Regions from separate parts of the Mus musculus genome. Here region 2 is linked to region 1. The links are chromatin contacts, called in public Hi-C maps. All regions are on one chromosome and are shown on one strand. The core of a region is the stretch at or near the end of the contact, and the rest is flanking DNA. Distances in the headings are between cores, read along the strand shown.

The links. A called contact is a pair of places that touch in the nucleus more often than the background predicts.
Region 2: a contact with region 1 is called in a Hi-C map of cerebral cortex, with 4 times the contacts expected there. The contact joins the promoter of Il34 here to the enhancer-like site in region 1. A contact is called at or near these places in 4 of 39 promoter capture datasets (the C10 cell line, the HPC-7 cell line, cranial neural crest and 1 more), 1 of 15 datasets of contacts at CTCF or cohesin (pro-B cells), 13 of 484 Hi-C or Micro-C datasets (the C10 cell line, CD4 T cells, the HL-1 cell line and 9 more) and 4 of 9 other capture datasets (adipose tissue, embryonic stem cells, liver and 1 more).

Annotation. Positions count from the first base shown.
Region 1 is chr8:110,642,843-110,648,319 of GRCm38.p6, forward strand. It overlaps Vac14 (Vac14 homolog (S. cerevisiae)), which reads left to right. Exons shown (of 19, transcript NM_146216.3): 10 at 2,916-2,976. Among named protein-coding and RNA genes, the nearest start is that of n-TGgcc10, 14 kb to the left of the region's middle. Within about 2 kb of position 3,424, at least 16 of the 459 cell types and tissues checked have an H3K27ac peak or open chromatin away from gene starts, as enhancers often do. A contact at or near this core is called in cerebral cortex and liver, where this site is marked.
Region 2 is chr8:110,804,150-110,809,483 of GRCm38.p6, forward strand. It overlaps Il34 (interleukin 34), which reads right to left and starts at 1,775. Exons shown (of 7, transcript NM_001135100.2): 1 at 1,585-1,775. Gm15895 (a long non-coding RNA gene) reads left to right here and starts at 1,047. Exons shown (of 2, transcript XR_003947455.1): 1 at 1,047-1,346; 2 at 2,769-5,334.

The DNA.
Region 1 (5,477 bases), core at 2,174-4,673:
TGATCCTCCCTACATGGAGAATTCAAGGCCAGCCTGGGCTACATGAGACCTTGTCTTTAAAAAGTCAGAATAAAAGAAACAAAACCTCACATAAGAAATATCTATGGCTCCCTAATGTTTGATATAAATGGCTGAATGAATGAATGAGTGACAAAGAAAGGACAGCTCCTCCTTATAGAAAATTCCAGCTAAAAGCAGGAAGAGTGACTGGAGGTGTGGCTCTAGTCATGGCGCACTTGCTTAGCATGTGCAGGAACCTGTAGAATGGGGCACTTCCCACGTGAGTCCATAGTGCTGAACTGACCCTGGGAGGGCCAGTGGCTGCAAAAGCACTTCCAGTGTGGAGACGCCTGAGCTCCCTCCCAGCCTTCCATGGCAGTGAGGCATCTCTTAAATGTTCAGGCCCTGGTGAGTGAGCGAAAACATCTTACTCTGCAGTCAGACGATTTCCTGCAGTTCCTGGCCTCTTAGAGCAGCTTGCCCTCCTCAGAATGCTGCACAGTGACACCCAGCCCTGGGCCTGTTAGAGCAAATCTTCTGACCTTGCCTGCCTTCTTCACCTCTATTCTGACAGTCCTGGCACCGTCAGCCTGTCACAGTAAGTGAGCTAACATCTGTTGCCTGTTTACAAGTGTTCCTCAATGCATCCCAACAGCCATGGAAGCATTTGCTACAGAAATGAATAAGCTGCTTTGTCAAGAACTTGAACATTCACCTTTCAGCTGCTTTCCTTTATTTTATTTTATTTGCGTGTGTGTGTGTGTGTGTGTGTGTGTGTGTGTGTTACATGTGTACACATGGGTGTGCAACAGAAACCAAACCCTTGGCTTCATTCATGTTAGGCAGATGCATCCCTGAGTGACTTTTCTTGGCTTGACTTGGAGAAATTGTTTGCTGTGTTGATTCTGTGTTGGTTCTGACAGTGAAAGCATTATAAATGTATTCTCCCAGCAACTTTAAAATCAGGTTTCAATTTCCATTAGCTTCTCAGGTCTTTTCCTTTATAATTTTTGCCTGTTGGCCTGGTTGAGAAATTGTCACCATGCACCCTTGTCAAGAAATTTTGAACTCAAGCCTGACTGAGAAGCACTGAAAATTTAGAATACAGGGGGCAGGTAACTGTGACAAAAATCCCAGGCAGAAACTATGACAATTTTTTCTCCGTCTCTGTCTGCCCCCTGCCTCCTCTTGTTCTTTCTCAGTGTGTGTGTGACTCTGGGAAAATCACAGGCTCCTGCTATTGTCTGGTTTAGAGCAGTCATGGAGGTATCCTCAGTTTCTCAGCCCCACACGACTGCCACGCCATAGTCTATATATTCTCCTCAGTTTAGAAGATCACTTTAAGTGTACAGAAAATGAATAAAGAGATCCTTATGTATATTCTCTGAGCTGTCTGGAAATATGTTAGGACACTGCTGACCCCATTTGTCCCTTCCTGTCCCTTTGTAGGTAAAACTCCACATTACACCAATTGCTGTCCTCTGAATCACCTCTAATCTTGACAATTATGAAGGGCTGGCTGGTCACTTTGCTGACCACCTCTCCACATGAGTTGGACTCACATTTCTCTCATGCATCCTGAAGTTAAGCACTTGGGAAAGATGCAATCGAAGTACTTTGTCTGCAGTGCATCCTGTTGGGGCTGCATTGGCTCAGCACTGAATGGTGGTACTGACCCCTTATCTGAGCACCTCACGCTGCTGACCCCTCCTCCTTTCCTTCATGCTCTGAGCTGTGGCCATTGCCTGGCCAGTACTGGGGTTAGAAGAGAGCCCACTGGCAGCCTTCCAGATGCGCAAAGTCTTGGCTCTTTAGATAACTTAATTAAGCGCCAAAGAAAAAGGTTGGGATTATCTCAGTCCTGTCCTGCTTGAGTTTTGCAGCAGAAAGCTAAGTATAGTAAAGGTTTTGAATTGGCCACATGCTAAGGGACTTGTGCAGAGTTCAAGGTTACAATTCTTTCCCAGAATCATTTTAACCCTTTTATTGAGGTTTTGTAGACTCTACATACCCAGCTGAACATGTACAATTAGCAACTTTTGTTCATTCACTGAGTTGTATAATTATCACAGCCAATTTTAGGACATCATCAACAACCTAAAGTCCTTGCCCATCACACCCCATACTCCCAAAATTCTCCAGCACTCTGTAACCTCTAACCTACCTTCTGTCTCCAGACTCGTCTATTCTAATCGTTTCCAGTGAATGGAATCTTGCTATGTAGTTTTGGAATTGGCTTCTTTGACTCAGCATGTCAAAGTTCATCCATTATATAACCTGTTGCTCTTTATTGCTAAATAATATTTTAGTTTGTTTATCCATGCATAGGCATGTGGGCTCTGCCCACCTTTTGACTATGGTAGGTGGTCACACTAGCATAAGATACAGGATACAGACTTGCATTGCTCTTGGGTGGGGCTCTTAGAGGGCACACAGGTGCCCACAGCTGCTGGGCACCTGTGTCTAACTTCTGAGGAGCTTCCAGCCTGTTGTACAGCCTGTGGCAACACCACTTCACATTTCCACCAGTGATGTGTACCTAGCCAACACTCGCATTTTCTTGCATTTCGTCATTAGCCCTCCTTGTGGATGAGAAATAGCATCATATTGTGAACTTGACCTGCATTCCCTGCTGGCCACGATGTTACATAACCTAAGTCATGTACAGCCACTGCCCTTGGACCTTCAGACCTTTCTGAAATGTCCCATTTGTATTCAGCATGAGTGTGTCCCCAGCTTGTGAGAGCCCTGAGCCTAGCTGAGCACTGGGGCCTGTAAAAGTGCTGGATCCTTGGCTTCCTTCTCAGGAGCCTCAGTGGAGGAGTGGGTGCTGAGGAGGAGAGAACAGGGTCTTGTCTCTACAGACAAGTAGGCAGGCTTCAGGAAGCATCACCTTGTCCCTCTTCTTCCCACAGGAGGTCCAGGTTCCTGTGACTCCAGCTTTGGAAGTGGCATCAATGTCTTCACCTCAGCCAAGTAAGTGCTTTGTGAAAAGCCAGTGGTCTAAGTCTTTCTGGGTGCAAGAGATTGCAGCAGAGACCCAAGGAAACTGTCTGAGGCCACTCTTGGGGGAGTTTCTGATACACAGAGGAGATACTTGAGGAAACCTGAAGGGCCACAGGCACCCTCTCCCCGGTGCCTCTGGACAGAAGGCCTTTGGGAAAGATGGGAAGCCACTGGAGGTCTGTAGATGCACATCCTAGAAACCCAGCCGTGTGTGGTGATGGCTTTGGGGCTGCAGTTCCCTTTGCCAACATCTTTTCTTTATCCAAGGCAAGGCCGACTCTGGGCAGGGGAGGCATGGAGAAGAAGAAGGAAGGAAGGGCACAGCAGGCGAGAGAGTGATCCAGGCACAGGCACCAGAACGGTCCCACCTTCTCCCAGGATAGGTGTCATAGGACAGGCTTCCACGGGGGGGCAGTGCAGGCCAGGGAGCAAAGTCATAGCCTGCCTTGCCAACCCCTTGGGAGAGAACTGTCATGGTTCTCCCGTGGGCTGTGTCTGCTGACCTGCCTGCTGGAGCTGCTTCTTTGAAGCATTAGCACCTGTGCCTAAGGTGGATGACATTTCTACAGTGATTTCCTCTGAACTCAACGTTGAGCCATTGCCTGGGGAGCCAATGGAGAAAATGTAAAAAGTCAGCCCTTAAATATGATCCTGACTTCAATACACTTTAATGGCAGACAACACAGTAACCAGCAGATTTCTAGGAGACAGGAGAACTGTAAAGGGGTAGGGGACCAAGCCACTGTGAATGGTGAAGTGCTCCCACAGCCGGGCTCTGTGCTTACCTTGGTCAGACCATTGGGTCTGCTAGTCCTGGGGTTGACAGAACCATTATATCTATTTTAGGGATGAAGAAGATTGAGGAAATAGGCTACTCTATACAGAATGGTTTTAGGGGAAGGTCGTGTGGCTGGGGAGAAGGGACAACAGCTTAGACTGAGAAGCTGGCAGGATGGAAGATGTGTTTGAGAAGGAGGCTTGGCAGCTTTTCCTATTTGTTTTGTTTTTTGTTTGTTTTCTCGTGTCTTTTTATTTATTTATTTTTATTAGATATTTTCTTTATATACATTTCAAATGCTATCCCGAAAATTCCCTATACCCTCCCTCTGCCCTGCTTCCCTACCCACCCACTCCCGCTTCTTGGCCCTGGCATTCCCCTGCACTGGGGCATATAAAGTTTGCAATACCAAGGGGCCTCTCTTCCCAATGATGGCCGACTAGGCCATCTTCTGCTACATATGCAGCTAGAGACAGGAGCTCTGGGGGGTACTGGTTAGTTCATGTTGTTCCACCTATAGGGTTGCAGACCCCCTTCAGCTCTTTGGGTGCTTTCTCTAGCTCCTCCATTGGGGGCCCTGTGTTCTGTCTTATAGATGACTGTGAGCATCCACTTCTGTATTTGCCAGGCACTGGCATAGCCTCATATGAGATAGCTATAACAGGGTCCCTTCAGCAAATCTTTCTGACATATGCAATAGTGTCTGGGTTTGGTGGCTGATTATGGGATGGATCCCCAGGTGGGTTAGTCTCTGGATAGTCCATTCTTTCATCTCAGCTCAGAACTTTGTCTCTGTAACTCCTTTCACAGGTATTTTGTTCCCTATTCTAAGGAGGAACAAAGTATCCACCCATTGATCTTTCCTTTTCTTGATTTTCTTGTGTTTTGCAAATTGTATCTTGGGTGTTCTATGTTTCTGGGCTAATTCCACTTATCAGTGAGTGCATATCAAGTGACTTCTTTTGTGATTGGGTTACCTCATGAAGGATGATATCCTCCAGATACATCCATTTGTCCAAGAATTTCATGAATCCATTGTTTTTAATAGCTGAGTAGTACTCCATTGTGTAAATGTACCACATTTTCTGTATTCATTCTTCTATTGAGGGACATCTGGGTTCTTTCCAGCTTCTGGCTATTATAAATAAGGCTGCTATGAACATAGTGGAGCATGTGTTCTTATTACCAGTTGAAACTTCTTCTGGATATATGCCCAGGAGGGGTATTGCTGGATCTTCTGGTAGTATTATGTCCAATTTTCTGAGGAACCTCCAGACTGACTTCCAGAGTGGTTGTACAAGCTTGCAATCCCACCAGCAGTGGAGGAGTGTTCCTCTTTCTCCACATCCTTGCCAGCATCTGCTGTCACGTGAATTTTTGATCTTAGCCATTCTGACTGGTGTGAGGTGGAATCTCAAGGTTGTTTTGATTTGCATTTCCCTAATGATTAAGGATGTTGAACATTTTTTCAGATGCTTCTCAGCCATTCGGTATTCCTCAGTTGAGAATTCTTTGTTTAGCTCTGAACCCCATTTTTAATAGGGTTATTTGAATTTCTGGAGTTCAGCTTCTTGAGCTCTTTGAATATATTGAATATTAGTCCCCTATCTGATTTAGGATTGGTAAAAAATCTTTCTCAATCTGTTGGTGGCCTTTTTGTCTTATTGACAGTGTCCTTTGCCTTACAGATGCT
Region 2 (5,334 bases), core at 525-3,024, 160 kb after region 1:
GCTGCACCACATGTTTCCCCTGCAATCCACCACAGCAGCTGTGCAGTGGGGACCAGGAGAGGCACCTACAGGCTTCCTGAGGTCTCTCTCTGCTCCTCCTGAGACCTCCTAGGTCTATGCTGTGGAAGGCGGCTGAGGTGGCGTGGCGGTTTGAATATGTTCATTGAGATGGAATTTATTTTCACAGTCCTCCACGGAGGCCAAGTTGCTGGTTGCAAAAACATTCTAAGAACAACTGAACTTCACTGGGACCAAAGACATTCTGAGATGAGTTTGTGAATGTGGCCAACGCCACGTAGATTGTTAAAATAATGGTTATTGCCAGGTGTAGAGGCAGATGCAGGCAGAGTTTGAAGCTAGCCTGGTCGACATAGCAAGTTCCAGGGCAGCCAGGGCTATACAGTAAGACCCTGTTTAATTAAAAAAAAACAAAAACAAAAACCCGGGCAGTGGTGCACACCTTTAATCTCAGCACTCGGGAGGCAGAGGCAGGCAGATTTCTGAGTTCGAGGCTAGCCTGGTCTACAGAGTGAGTTCCAGGACAGCCAGGGCGACACAGAGAAACCCTGTCTCAAAAAAAAAAAAACCCAAAACAAAAACAAAAAAACCCAACAACAACAACAAAAAAAAACCCAAAACAAACAAACAAAAAGCAAAGTGTAAAAGTAGAAGCACTTCATTATAATTTCTAAAACACTGGCTCACCTATGCAATCTCTCTCTCTCTCCCTCCCCCCTCTCCGTGTGTATGTGTGTGTGTGTGTGTGTGTGTGTGTGTGTGTGTGTGTTGCAATGCAGAGGGCAGAGAATCACTTTATGTGCCATTCCTTTAGTCACTGCCCACCTTTCTTTGAGACAGGGTCTCTCATTGGCCTGGAACTAGCCAAGCAGGCTTGACTGCCCAGCCTGCAAGCCCCAAGAATCCACCTGTCCCCACCTCCCCAGCACAGGGATTACAAACATGCCACCATGCCCAGTGTTTCTTCACACACGTTCTAGAGAAAGAACTCAGGTCCTCAGCACCCTGCAAACACTTCTCTCCCTGCCCTGTGTTTTCCTTTCTTTTAAAGTTTTTTTTTTTTTTTTTAATTTGAGGCTGGCCTTGAACTTGCTAAGTAACCAAGGGTGACTAATTCTCCCACCTCCACCTCCCATGTGCTGGCATTCCAGAGTGCCTCACCATGCCAGCTAGCCTCAATTAATTTTTGACAAGGAAGTTTATACAAGTAATAATTCATGCACATGGCACAATAAGGTATAAAGAGCTAAAGCAATGTTCAGTTCCAGGAAGCCAAAAGCACTCAGAGATTGCATTTGCCAACTGACAGAACCAGGACGGAAGCACAGGTAAGTCAATTTGATAAGTTATACAGCTCTATTTTTCTCCCGCAAGGCTGCGAAATCATTGGATGAAAAAAAATTAAAAAAAAAAAAAAACCCCGCAGCAGAGTTCATACCATTTCAGAGCTTCTTAGCCAGCACCTTATCGACTGGGGCTCAAGTCTCTCTGCCTGTTAAATCGGCCCTCAGAGACTGCGACGGGGAGGGAGCAGCCTTGTGAAAGAAACCCATCCATTCTGCTTACCTGCTCACCTGCCAGGATGTGGGCTTCTACAGTCGCCGTCGCCGGAAGCTTTGAGCAGCTCAAGGCCTGGAGCAGGTGCCTTGGGGGCTGTGGCAGTAAATGCTGTGTGGGACAGGCTGTTGTGTGTTCAGCCTACAGTCTTCTCGGAGGGCGGGGGACACACGCTACAGCAGCTCAGATTTGTTTCTAGAACCGGAGCTAACAAGGGCAGGGTGGGGCGGGGCCACATGGCCCCAGCCTGTCTTGGAGTGTGGAGTAGGAGGGAGCATCAAGCACAGTCAGTCAAGGCAAGGGGACAGCCCTGAGGGTGAATATGGGGTGTCTCTAGAATCTGGGGTATCTTTAGTTTCTATGTAGATTGAACTGGTTTTTAGGGGAAAATTCCAGGTCCTCTCTTTAATACCTGGAATACCTCTTTCATTACAAAATTGAGTACAGCTGATGGGACCTAGGAGAGGTTTTTTTTGTTGTTTTTTTGGTTTGTTTGTTTGGCTTGTTAACCTGTCTACAGACAAGACCTGAGCGCAGGGAGGTAGTTTACCCAAGAACACACACAGCTGCTTACTGAGGTCTAACACCAAAGCCTGAGACAACCCTCATGGGAACCTCTGAAGACTCTGAGCCACACCTGCAGACATAGCCACTTTTGCTTTCCTGGTAATAGTGACAAGGCCCTGTGCAGCTGGGACAACATCTCTTTCTTTGCCAACCTTTTAGTATCCCAGTATAGCCCAGGCTAGCTTCAAATTAGTCTAGAGATTGACTTTATAGTGCTATGATTATAGGCTTGTGCCACCACTCTTCCCTAATTTTATGACTGTCTTTGGAGTAGTTACAGGTGGTGACTTCCATCCCCTGAAAGATCCTTCAGCTCTTCCACCTAGACATAGCAATGGTAGTGGTGGTGTTTTGAAGGCATCGTTATCAACAAGGGAGGAAGACTAGCTTTCCTCAACTTAAACACAGCCTCTCTCAGTAAAGGGCCACTCAAGGGACTCCACACAGCTTAGTCTGGGAATGCTGATCTGGACACAAGGGCTTGCCCTATTCTAAATGCTAATGAATGGTGTTGTTCAAGAAAGGCGTTCTTAATTAGATTGAGAGAACTGGATTCCCTGAACTTGCAGGAAGACAATGTGCCCACACTGGTATGCACCCAGCTAACTCTCCATCCCCCCTTGCAGTGGCTACTGGGACCACACCACAAAGGCCCTCCACAAAAGCTCTGTCAAGGCTATCCTGTCAGACAGAAGAGGTAGAGATGGGGACACAGCCACAAGATGCCACTCTTCAGAGCCTCTGGACCTGGTGTGCTGTCCTTTCTTTCCTCCAAGTGCTCAATTTATAGGCTGCTGATTCAGGATGAAGATGGCATCAGGTCTTGCAGAGCTCAGGACAGCCAACCCTCCTGTTACCACAGCCACACTCAAGTAAGTCATCAGACTCCACTGTCAACTGCTTTTCCACAGATTTCTTTGCCACATGGCCTCTTGCAGATGTTTCTCCAAGCTTCACGAGCAAAGCTGCCTTCTCTAGTTACAGCCTGGCCTACCTAAAGGCCAGAGTCCCCAGTGTGTCTCTCGGACAGCACCAGTCCCTGAAGCCCGTAGTAAATATTAGCACTTGTCCCATTCACACACGTTACTCCGGCCTTTCAAAAGGAGTCTATGAAACTCTTCCTAAACCTTATCAAAGACCAACTCTTGGGCTGGCGAGATGATGCAGCCAGTAAACGAACTTGCTGCCAAGCCTGAAAACCTGTTTGATCTGAAAGTCCCACATGGAAGAGACTATGTACATGTCTATATATGCCCACTAAGTAAAATGTAAAAACAAAACCCAACAAGGGAAATCTCAACAATTAGTCTCTCAGAAGGGGCTGTGCCTGCTGGGTGGCTCTGTGGGTTGCAAATGTGAGAGCCAGGAAAGGGCCAGAAACAGAGGCTGGCCACCTCTGGATTCCGGCAGGGTATGGTGAAGACAGCCCTTCAGCCACCTCAAGGCAGATGTTCATCTGTCTGTTTTCTAAAGCTGTAACTTCCAAACTCAACTAATGCTTGCTGTTTTGCTTTGAACAAACACTAGTCACAGCTAGTGAGGTTTAGGTCTGATTACACCAGACTCAGAAATACTCAAAAGGATCTTGGGTGGGTTACCAGGTGTCTATTCTGATACCTAGACAAGTTCTATGTTTGAGCTGGGTCAAGAGCCATGGTGACACGTTTCTATGTTTCTTCTCATTTCCCAATGTGACACATTGACTGTCAACCCTGCCTCTGCTTTTAGACTTGGGATTTCCTGGGTCCCCCCACCCCACAAGTTCCCAAGCTTTCTGACCTGAGGAAATCAGACATGGCCCTAAGTTCTTCTAGGTTCAAGGCTTCAAGACTATGCTCACGGTCCCGAGTGGGGGAATGTCAGGTTATCCACACCCTCCCCTCCAACCTAGGGATAGCATTTCCAATGCTGGCTTTTCAAGTTTCCCAAGAAACAGCTCTGCTGGCTTGTGCTGTCTTCAGTTCACTAGAACTCAGGACCCCAAATACAAAAACCAACAGCCACAGGTCTAAGTGCTCACTGAATTGCTACCATGTGCCCCACACTGAACAATCTGCTCTCCCACAGCATTTTTTGAACAAGCTTTCAAGATATTAATCTTAAGCATGCATAAACTTAAAATATACACACATATACAGTATTTCATATGTAGATGAGGGACTGGGTGACTCATGCAAACACGGCATTTCTACTTTGAATAGAAAACAGAAGCAAGGAATTAACAGATCCGGAAAGCCCGGGTGGATGAAAGAAAAAGATACCTCAGCATTTCCGGCTCTCAAGAAAGGCTGGGAGCAGCCAACATCCTGGCTATCAGCCCTCTCTCTCTCCCTGTGAGCCAGGGAACCAGGAGTTCCACCCCCAGCTCCAGCAGATGTCCTGCTAGCAATACATTTTATACAAACCCAAAACAGCAACATTCCAGGAGCAGGCCAACTAGAACCCCCTCCCCACAGGAATGCTATTCTTGGCAAGAGATCTTCCAAAGGAAGCAACATCTGCAAACCCTCTGCCCCGTGAGGTCAGGGGAAAGCGAAGGCCGCTCGGCAGTTTCTTAGATCCAAGTAGCAGGGGATTTACAGAGGGAGGAGTAAACCAATGACTCAGGGTCCTGACTTGACCCTCCTTTTCTCAGTCCCCAGTAGCCTCTCTGACAAGGCTAAGGCAGTTCCCTATTTACCTGCTTGCTCAATGCACTCCAAGAGCCACGGTGTCCCCTTAAACAAGTCATTCGGCCTCACCTATTTGTTAGAAACGTTTTGTGAGTTTGTGTATTTTAAACAGGGTCTCACTGCATAGATCCCTAGCTGACCTGGAATGCAAAGAAAGGTCTGCCTGTGTTTGTACCCAAGGGTTGGGCCAAGTGTCAGGAGTGGTGACTCCTGCTAACATCATTTATAGGTCCTTGGGCAGTAGCTCCTCTTCCATACTCAATCCTTCACCTTGTCCTTGAAGAACTGTCCTTCCTTTCCCTGGTAATTAACCAACCAATAGGCAGTGCAGGCTCAGTGGACAAACCTTGATTCTGGGTCTTTTCTGTTTCTCCTTACACAGCTGCTACTGCATTAGGAGTACCTCCGTCAGACCTTAGTAAAGAGCCACGGAATGCTGGCACTGAAGCCAGAGTCCCAGTCTGATGCCATCGAGTCAGGGATGCAGTTAGGTGAAAAATGAACTTGGTATCCCCAATGC